Regions from separate parts of the Danio rerio genome. Here region 1 is linked to region 2. A link is a contact called in public Micro-C data. All regions are on one chromosome and are shown on one strand. The core of a region is the stretch at or near the end of the contact, and the rest is flanking DNA. Distances in the headings are between cores, read along the strand shown.

Region 1 (4,420 bases), core at 1,918-4,417, 260 kb before region 2:
AGGAGAACCATGCCAGTACAAAATATTACACAACTTACTATGTTCCAGATATATGATAATAAGCAATGAAATACACATGCACAGTTCCTAAAACTTTTTAGGGTCACACTTTATTTTGATGGTCCGTTTGTTGAATTTAATTTATATTGCATCTGCATGCTGAATAATTCTCATTCGATTACACGTAGACTGTTAGATTGGGGTTGGGGTTAGTGTAAGTTGACATGTCTGTAGAAGGAGCAGAATCAGCAGATATGAAGCAGACAGTCTAGTAATACTCAAATGGACCATCAAAATAAAGTGTTACCCTTTTGAGTGTTATATTTACGTAAATCAAAAAGCTCAATGTGCAAATACATCCATTATCATCATCATCATCATCATTATTATTATTATTATTTTTATTAATAATAATATTATTATCTTCAATTTACAGATGATGCAACCTAGACTGAGAAAGCGTGTTAATTTCCACATACCTGCCATGCTTGATATTTGTCAGAGCAGCAGTGTCACTTCACTCAAAGAGGCTCTGTTTCTCTTACTGCAGTTCATTTATACCAGCCCAGACTGTGGCTATATATACTGCCAGCAATCACGTGACCAGAAAGCCTCCGCGGACACAACCGTGATTGGTTCATGACATAGTTTTAGGGGTGTGGCTTTACATATGTGTGTGTTTTTGGGTAGTTGACAGATTTACAAGACCCAAGGTGTAATTTATAATAAGTGGAAAGGGAAGAACATACTTTTAGGTTGTTTAAATACTTTTATAAACTGTGTGCATATATTAATGTATTAATAACTAATATACATTGGAATATTCTATTAAAAACATGTATAGCTAGTATTTTTTTGATGTTCACGGTGCATAATGCATTAGCTAATTAATATAGCGTGGTTGCTTGTATGTTGAATAGATTTGCTGTTCTAAAATAGTGAACAGATATACACTGCACTTTACTAGTAATCCTTTAGTTGCAGAAGATATTAGGACTGTCTTTCTGTTTTAAAAACATTATATAAATACATTATATAATAACTGTAACATAAAAAATGCAGAAAATATTGAGTCACCAAAGCTTTAGAATAGGATAGAATAGAATAGAATAGAATAGAATAGAATAGAATAGAATAGAATAGAATAGAATAGAATAGAATAGAGCTGTATTGGTCACCTCTGCCCCCTGCTGGTCAGAGTAGTTTTGATTTTGATTGACTATAAAATTAATAAATTTATTGGCGTTAAGGTATTTATTTACTGACACAAACTTTGTATTACATGTAGATAAAGGATGTCATGACGTCTTTTTGTAAACCAGAAAAAGACACTATATGGATTTGTGCTGTAATAAGATATACAGTGCTCAGCATAATTGAGTACTCTCCATTTAGAAAATGAATATTTTTCTCCATTTCTCAGTGAATATAGGCTATGTGTTTTGACATTTGCATTTTAACAAAACAGATTTATTAAACAGATATATTTATTAAAATAATATTGTAGTCACCAGACTCACCAAACAAACAAATTTAGAAGTTGAAAAATAAACAATTCAATTCAAGTAAAACATTGCAAATAAATTACAAACTACAATTTTTTTTTCTTTTTTTTTTTTGCTTCTCTTGATTTTTCCTCTTTTTAAAATGTGTATTTAATAGTTTTATATAACTCAAATTTGGCTGTACTTGTTTTTGGACTGTTAACGTAAGTTATTCTGATAGATAAGCTCCAGATTTGGGTTTTGACTAATCTAATATATAAGCACAGATATAATATTGTATAGCTTCATATTGAAAATATGAATTTAAAATATTGATCTGTGAGGGGTAAACTTATGCCGAGCGCTGTATTGTAATATAATAAATCTGCATTTGATATTCATTCATTCATTCATTTTCCTTCGGCTTAGTCCCTTTATTCATCAGGGGTCGCCACATTCAGGGGAACCACCAACTTATCCAGCGTATGTTTTACACAGTGGATGCCCTTCCAGCTGCAACCCATTACTGGGAAACACCCAAACACTCTCATTTACACAGATATTGTACACTTGTACAGCCGAGGCTCGAACCAGTGACGTTCTTACTTTGAAGCGAACATGCTACCCACTGCGCCACCTCAATACATAAATAATAATATAATAAATAAAATTAATTAAATAAAATGTAATTAAATATAATTGAATATATCATATTAGACTATATTATCGCGAGATACTGCAAGTTTTTTGATGCACTTGTCAGTGCAATGATTTTAGGCTTTTAGACTTCAGACTAATGGAAAAAACACCCCAAATACAATTCTAGCAGTTTCCTGTATCGCATTTTAGCTGTTTTATTTTTTTGTAGATTTCAGTTATAATACAACATTATCATCTATTTAACAGTGAACATTATAATTGTCATTATTCTTCTGTCTTTGTGCAATATTTTCTATCTAAATGTTAAGTATTCCCATAACTGTCTCTTTAATGGGTCCAAAGAAACAACAATTTTGAACTGGATGTAATGATGAGATTTTTGTGCTATAAATGTAAGAAAGTGTGTGCATGTCTTTTAAAATAATAATAATAATAATAATAATAATAATAATAATAATAATAATAATAATAATAATAATAATAATAATAATAATAATATCGTTTTAATAAATAATAAGATATTATTATTATTATTATTATTATTATTATCAGTATAATTCATTATAACCATTAACATGCCTCATTTGTATATTTAAACATAAATATTTTAGAAATTTTGTAATACATGACATGTTTGCAATTCTAAATGTAATCACTGAACCGGGGAAGTATGATAATGAGTCATAACTACTACCCAATCAGGCGTTTACGATTATCGGTGATTCGGATTAATTTTTCCTCCAGATTTTTATGGTGGATTTCCATTAGTATATCAGGTTACAGCAAACAAAACAGACAGTACAAAAATGCATATTATGAAAGAAAAAATCCATCCTAATTTTCAAACGCAAAATCGGCCGAAGGAAAATAAAACTCATGTCATTTATTTTATTTTTATTTCAGTCATTAACAACAGTTTATAAGCTGTCAAATATGTCGAACCAAATATTTTCTTCGAGCTAACCCGCTGTGCGAATATGAAAAAAAAAAATCTGCAAAGACTCTTGTGAACGCGCAGAGGGGGCGCGGCTTAAACTGACGTCGCTTGCGTAAACCTTGAGTCAACATGTCGGGAAGCGCTGTTATCAGAGTTTTATCTCATCTAAGCAAAACATCACAGTTTCTACAAGCGAATAAGACGAACTGTGTGAATGTAAGACGACCATTCACTTCAAAGCTGCAAGGTAGCATGTTTTCAACTGTCCATTATCCCGCTAACAGTGCACGCGCACACGACACGAGTGCGGACTGATGATGATGATGATAATAATACAGTATCATCAGTGTGCAGGAATGTTTTAATACTCGAAAAACGGGTGTACAACTGCTTACTTTGACATTTTAGCACTTCAGTTGATGACATACGTTGATGGAGACATTGTTGTTTTCCATAGGAGACAGTAGATGATATTTAGCAATTAGCAAGATGTTGTGACTGCACACCTGTTTGATTATCTTTTATACGTATACACACAAACACACATGCATATGCAGTATATAACTTAAATATATATAATAAACAAGTAAATTTAGTTTCTTACTAAATTCTTAAAGGATTAAGAAGTTACTTGTTAACCCATTTGCCCTTTGACAAGTCAGATAACGTATGATTTCAGTGTTTTGTTAATCATATAATCAAGTTGAACATTGATCCAAGTGATGAATTTAGCTTTGGTGCTGTTTTTAAATGGGATTATTATATAGTTGTAGCTTAGATTTAAATAAAATAATTTCTCAGAATACAATTGAAATTGGTTAAATGATTGTTAAGGGTGTAAATATTACTTTACACTAAATGAATTTCTCCTTGAATGCAGGTGAAGGTCGGATCAGACCACTAGATGGCGTTAAAGTCTTAGATCTGACAAGGTAGGAGTCCCTCATTCATATCAAATTCGCCATTAAATATAGAAAAAATATGTTATTTGATAGTGAATATTTATATATATATTTTTTTTTGCTTTATGGTTTTTATGCAGGGTTTTGGCTGGACCTTTTGCTACTATGATATTGGGAGATTTAGGAGCAGAAGTGATCAAGGTTGAGCGACCAGGTATGTGCAACATTGTGGTAAAGTTATTAAATGTATTTTTATTTATTTTATTTGTAATATTTTTTTGACGCCACAATAACCATGATTTACTTCAGAATCAAATCAGAATTTGGTGGACTAACTGTTTTTCAATCACAAAAAAACTGAAAACTTTTATTATAGTTTTATACTTTAACCTTTTCAACTAAAATAAATAATTAAATACATCATTTCAATATTCTTT
Region 2 (4,187 bases), core at 718-3,217:
ATCTGAACTTGTTTTATAATGTGACGAGCTGGAGTCTGGCTCCGGAAGATTATCAGGGAATGGTTCTCATAAACAGAGTTCTCACGGTCATGAAAAAGTTGGAAATATCAAAAAAATTTAAAATCTGGGATTTCCAGATGTGGAAGTGAGTAAGATCGTATAACGTAACGGAAATGTCAGTAGTTAATGCAGATTATCACGTGTTCGGTGCAGATTTTAAAATGCTTTTAAAGTGGGGGAAATGCAAATTCACCGAGACTAAACACAAGTGTGAATCCTGCATAAAGCATCTCCTTGTTGTGGGAAATCCAAAGTTTCAAAACTCTGAGTTTGAGCGAGTGGCTTATTTTATGCGTCATCGTGTCTTGACAGATTTTATTTTCCTAGCTCACCTGACATCATATACCTATACTGCGTTTTCAGAAACGTATGAAACCGAACTCATGTTCATATAAACTCCAAGCATTTCCTCCAGCAGGCCGCAGTGTTAGTCCCAGCTCCCTGAAATCATGAAACATTCATCTTTCAGACGAGCAATCCAATGGCTCGGCTTGCTGCTTTTTAGGTCTGACACATCTGTTGAGAGCTCCAGCGGCACGCCGCGGCTCCGTGTCACTCATGACCCGTTTGAGCTGTATGACTCAGAGAAGAACCCAATCTCTCCTCACATCACGGGCTTGACAGCACCTTTGAACAGCTCTCACTGCAGCCGACAATGCTATTTCAACTGCCTTTGAAACCCGACACAAAGGCAGTAACCGAACAGCCTTTTTTTCCCTCCCATATTATGGAGAAGTCCTTTTCTATTCTTCTGTGTTATGATTTTTTTTTTATCTCTCTTTCTCTCAACCCTCTTCAGTCACATAGGGAAGCTACATAGAGAGTCCCCGGAGAGGTGCTCCTGTGCGGAGCTTACGGCTGGAAGCCTGGGGGGGGGCCCTCACTGATAATTACCGATTCTTTAAAAGCAGCGGGAGGTTTGAGGAGCCTCGAGAGGGGGGAGCGAATTGCCGCAGCGTAGCTGACTTTGTTCAGCGGCAACAGGTTTCCCTGAACGCTCATATTAAGTTAAACAGCTTTACAAACCAAGCTCTCCCGTTTCATCCCCCGAGGGACGACTGAACAGATGAAGGTATTTAACGACTAAGGTCGCCCTCTAGTCAAAAATTTGGACTCACCGGTTTCAGCGAACGTGATGATCTCCGTCTGTTCTGCCTGTTCGGTCTCGGCGCGGTTGCTGGCCTCGTCCTCAATCAGGACGCTGCCGTCCTTGGCCACCCGTCCCACGTGTACCTTACGGATGGCGTTGAGGAGCGCCGCACGAGGCACCGGGTGTGTGATGTTGGGTCGCTCTTGCAGGTGCAGCATGTTAAGTATGTGCCTCTTCACTGCCTCCACCACATCTTGCTGGGCTCCCTCGTCCTCGCTCTCCGAAACGCCTTTTCGAAACCGTGCCAGCGCGCAGGATGGACACACCGTGGCGCCCGCCTGCTGCTCGGACATCGGCAGGCTCCCTTTGGTGACCATGGCGCTCAGGGAGCAGGACCGGATTAGCAGCAGGAGGATCCCGCTCAGTAGAGGCAGAGGGGACATCCTTAAATAAAAGGTGTCTGAAGAAAGCTGCACCGCTCGCAGTAAAACAAAAACTTAGTTTAAAAAGTTCCTTTCAAAGTAAGACTGGAATCCGGTCAGTCGCCAACAGCTGGCAGTAAAGTCCGTCTGCCTGTGCGCGAGTGCAATCTTAGAGGACTCAAAAAAAGTAAGAACTGGTAAAGGGGGGGAAGAAAAGTCAGGAAAAAGAGTAATCCTTGCTGGCGAGATGCGAGAAGAGATGCTGGTCGACAAGTAGGAATAGTTCTGTCAGTGGATTTCTCCCTCTCCAGGTCCACGGGAAGTTTGTATGGGATGGGCAGTCGGCTTCTGGATGTGCCCCAGGGAAGCGGTGCGCTCGTAAGAGGTCTGGGACTGCTCACTGTGCAGGAGTTGAATGGTTTTGTTGAAGAGGGCTGGACTCTCTCGCTGGCTGTTGCTCCCTTGTCTCTCTAGTTTCCCTCTTACACAGTAATTATACTTCCCTCCCCTCCCCTCCCTCCCCTCTTTCTTGCTCCCTCCCTCTCTTTACGTTTCCTTTTTATTTATTTTCTAATTGTTCTATTTGTAGGGCAGAGTAACTTTCCCCCTGGAGGGTTTTTTTATGGACCACGTAGTTGAATTTGCTTCAGTCATGACAAGTGATTTGCTGTTTAAGAGAGAGTTCAGCCAAAACTCTGTCATCGATTACTCATGCTTCACTCCGTTCGCATCTTTGACTCTCTTTCTCTTGTTGAACACAAAAGAAGATGTTTTGAAGAATGTTTACTCGAGTGATGTTTTGAATATGTCCACTGTGGATTAAAACGGTTGCAGGTTTTCAGCTCATCTTCTTTTGCGTCGTAAAAGTTTCTAACAACACAAAGGAGAGTAAACAGTGGGTAAATTGTCTTTTCAAGTGCTGTAATGTTTCCCTTTATACATTTTAAACCGATCGAAGACACTGGAGCTCACCAGATATATTTATATTAAGTTTGGCAAGTGATCAACCCTGAAGTATGTTGAAGTTCTTAAGAAATATGAGGTAACACAAGAGTTCCCTTTCTGGTCAACTGGGGATTGTCACTCAATGTTTCAAGACTGATGGTTCTGACGTCACGTTAAAGAAGTGCATGTTCACTATTCCATTCTTCCCCTTGCCGCTGCAACACATGTTGTGAGCAGATTCACCAGGAAGTGCCCGGGAGGCTGACTTCCTGTTTAATTGGCGGAATACAGATGTGTCTGGAGTTCTTAGCTAGACAGGCAGCTGGGTTGTGACATCATCGGGCTGGGTTGAGGGCATGCGTGGGTCGTTCGTCTGCATATCAGACAAAACATGAATGAGGGATCCCGCAGTCGTACGAGTCACCGCGTGCTGTGGGTTCAGTAGATATTTTTACCATATAAGATGATGATGATGATGATCAGTGTGGGATTACTCAAAGTTCTGATTCAGGAGACTCACCTTCCTCCGTGATGCTGACTGAGGTCAGTGTCTGCAGTCTGCTTTGGCACAGTCAGCTTCTGGTTTTGTCATATTTCAGCCTGAGGGATCTATCGGTCTTGAGTTCGTCTTTCTTTTTCCTTAAGGATTCATTCGTCTATTTACTTTGCAGCTTTAGTTTAGAAGTTGTTGAACTCTGTTTGAATGTATCATTAGGTTTGAGGTGGGGTTACCGTAGTCTTTTCTCTGGCATGGAGTTTGTATCACTTCAGCATATTATTGTTAGGAGTCCCTCTTGTGGTGAGACTTGCTCATTGCATAGAGCAAATTATTCATTTTCTTTTTCGGCTTAGTCCCTTTACCAATCAGAGGTCACCACAGCGGAATGAACCGCCAACTTATCCAAAATATGAACGCCCTTCCAGCTGCAACCCATCACTGGGAAACATCCATACACCCCCATTCACTCACGTAGACTACGTCTATGTCTAATATGCACTGCTATTTTATTCCATCTATCTGCTGCTGTGACTGAAAATACTGATGGTCCAAAAGCATTTCTCTTGAGTTTAACTGAACAATCACCTCTAACCGATGACTAGGGCCTGACAGAATCTGCTGACATATTTTACTATTTCTGCAGAAAATTTTTAAAAATCTGCGGATTTATGCAGAACTATTTTGGGAGTATCGTAACTAAAAACGTAATAAAAGAAATAATAATGAATGCCTTATTCATTTTTATTTAATGTTTACAATGCAAATCCATCTAGATCCACTTGTTTGTTAAACAAAGCAAAGATATCATATAATATGTCTACTAAAAGACAGAAAATATTACTTCATAAACAGTATCGTAAAAAGATTAAAGGAACGCTTTCATATCGGTCAATAATATTACTGAAAATAATTTTTAAAAACCGAATTTACACACATTTACACAAGTAAATAAATAGACTCGATGGGGTAAAAATCTGTGGCCTAGCGATGACCTAGACTTGTATTGTCCTTGCAGACAGTCGCACGTTGTTTGAGAGGTGGTGGTGCAAGATCATTTAATATTTTATACATTGAACACACATCAGCTGAAAGAAGAAATTGTCAAATGTTAGTAAGTTATGTTGTTCAATACAGTCGCAGTAATGATAGCTCCTTGGCTTTTTAACAAAAT

Evidence for each region. A called contact is a pair of places that touch in the nucleus more often than the background predicts.
Region 1: a Micro-C map of caudal fin shows a contact between it and region 2, with 8 times the contacts expected there. The contact joins the promoter of sugct here to the promoter of inhbaa in region 2. A contact is called at or near these places in 4 of 18 Hi-C or Micro-C datasets (caudal fin, embryo and an unstated tissue) and 1 of 4 datasets of contacts at active chromatin or transcription factors (caudal fin).

Annotation. Positions count from the first base shown.
Region 1 is chr24:3,486,743-3,491,162 of GRCz12tu, reverse strand. sugct (succinyl-CoA:glutarate-CoA transferase) reads left to right here and starts at 3,167. Exons shown (of 14, transcript NM_001430886.1): 1 at 3,167-3,328; 2 at 3,962-4,013; 3 at 4,124-4,197. The coding sequence starts at 3,211. gyg1b (glycogenin 1b) reads right to left here and starts at 529. Exons shown (of 7, transcript NM_001002062.1): 1 at 480-529. The coding sequence starts at 486.
Region 2 is chr24:3,230,174-3,234,360 of GRCz12tu, reverse strand. It overlaps inhbaa (inhibin subunit beta Aa), which reads right to left and starts at 1,967. Exons shown (of 2, transcript NM_001362254.1): 1 at 1,179-1,967. The coding sequence starts at 1,593. It also overlaps a transcript of sugct not described here.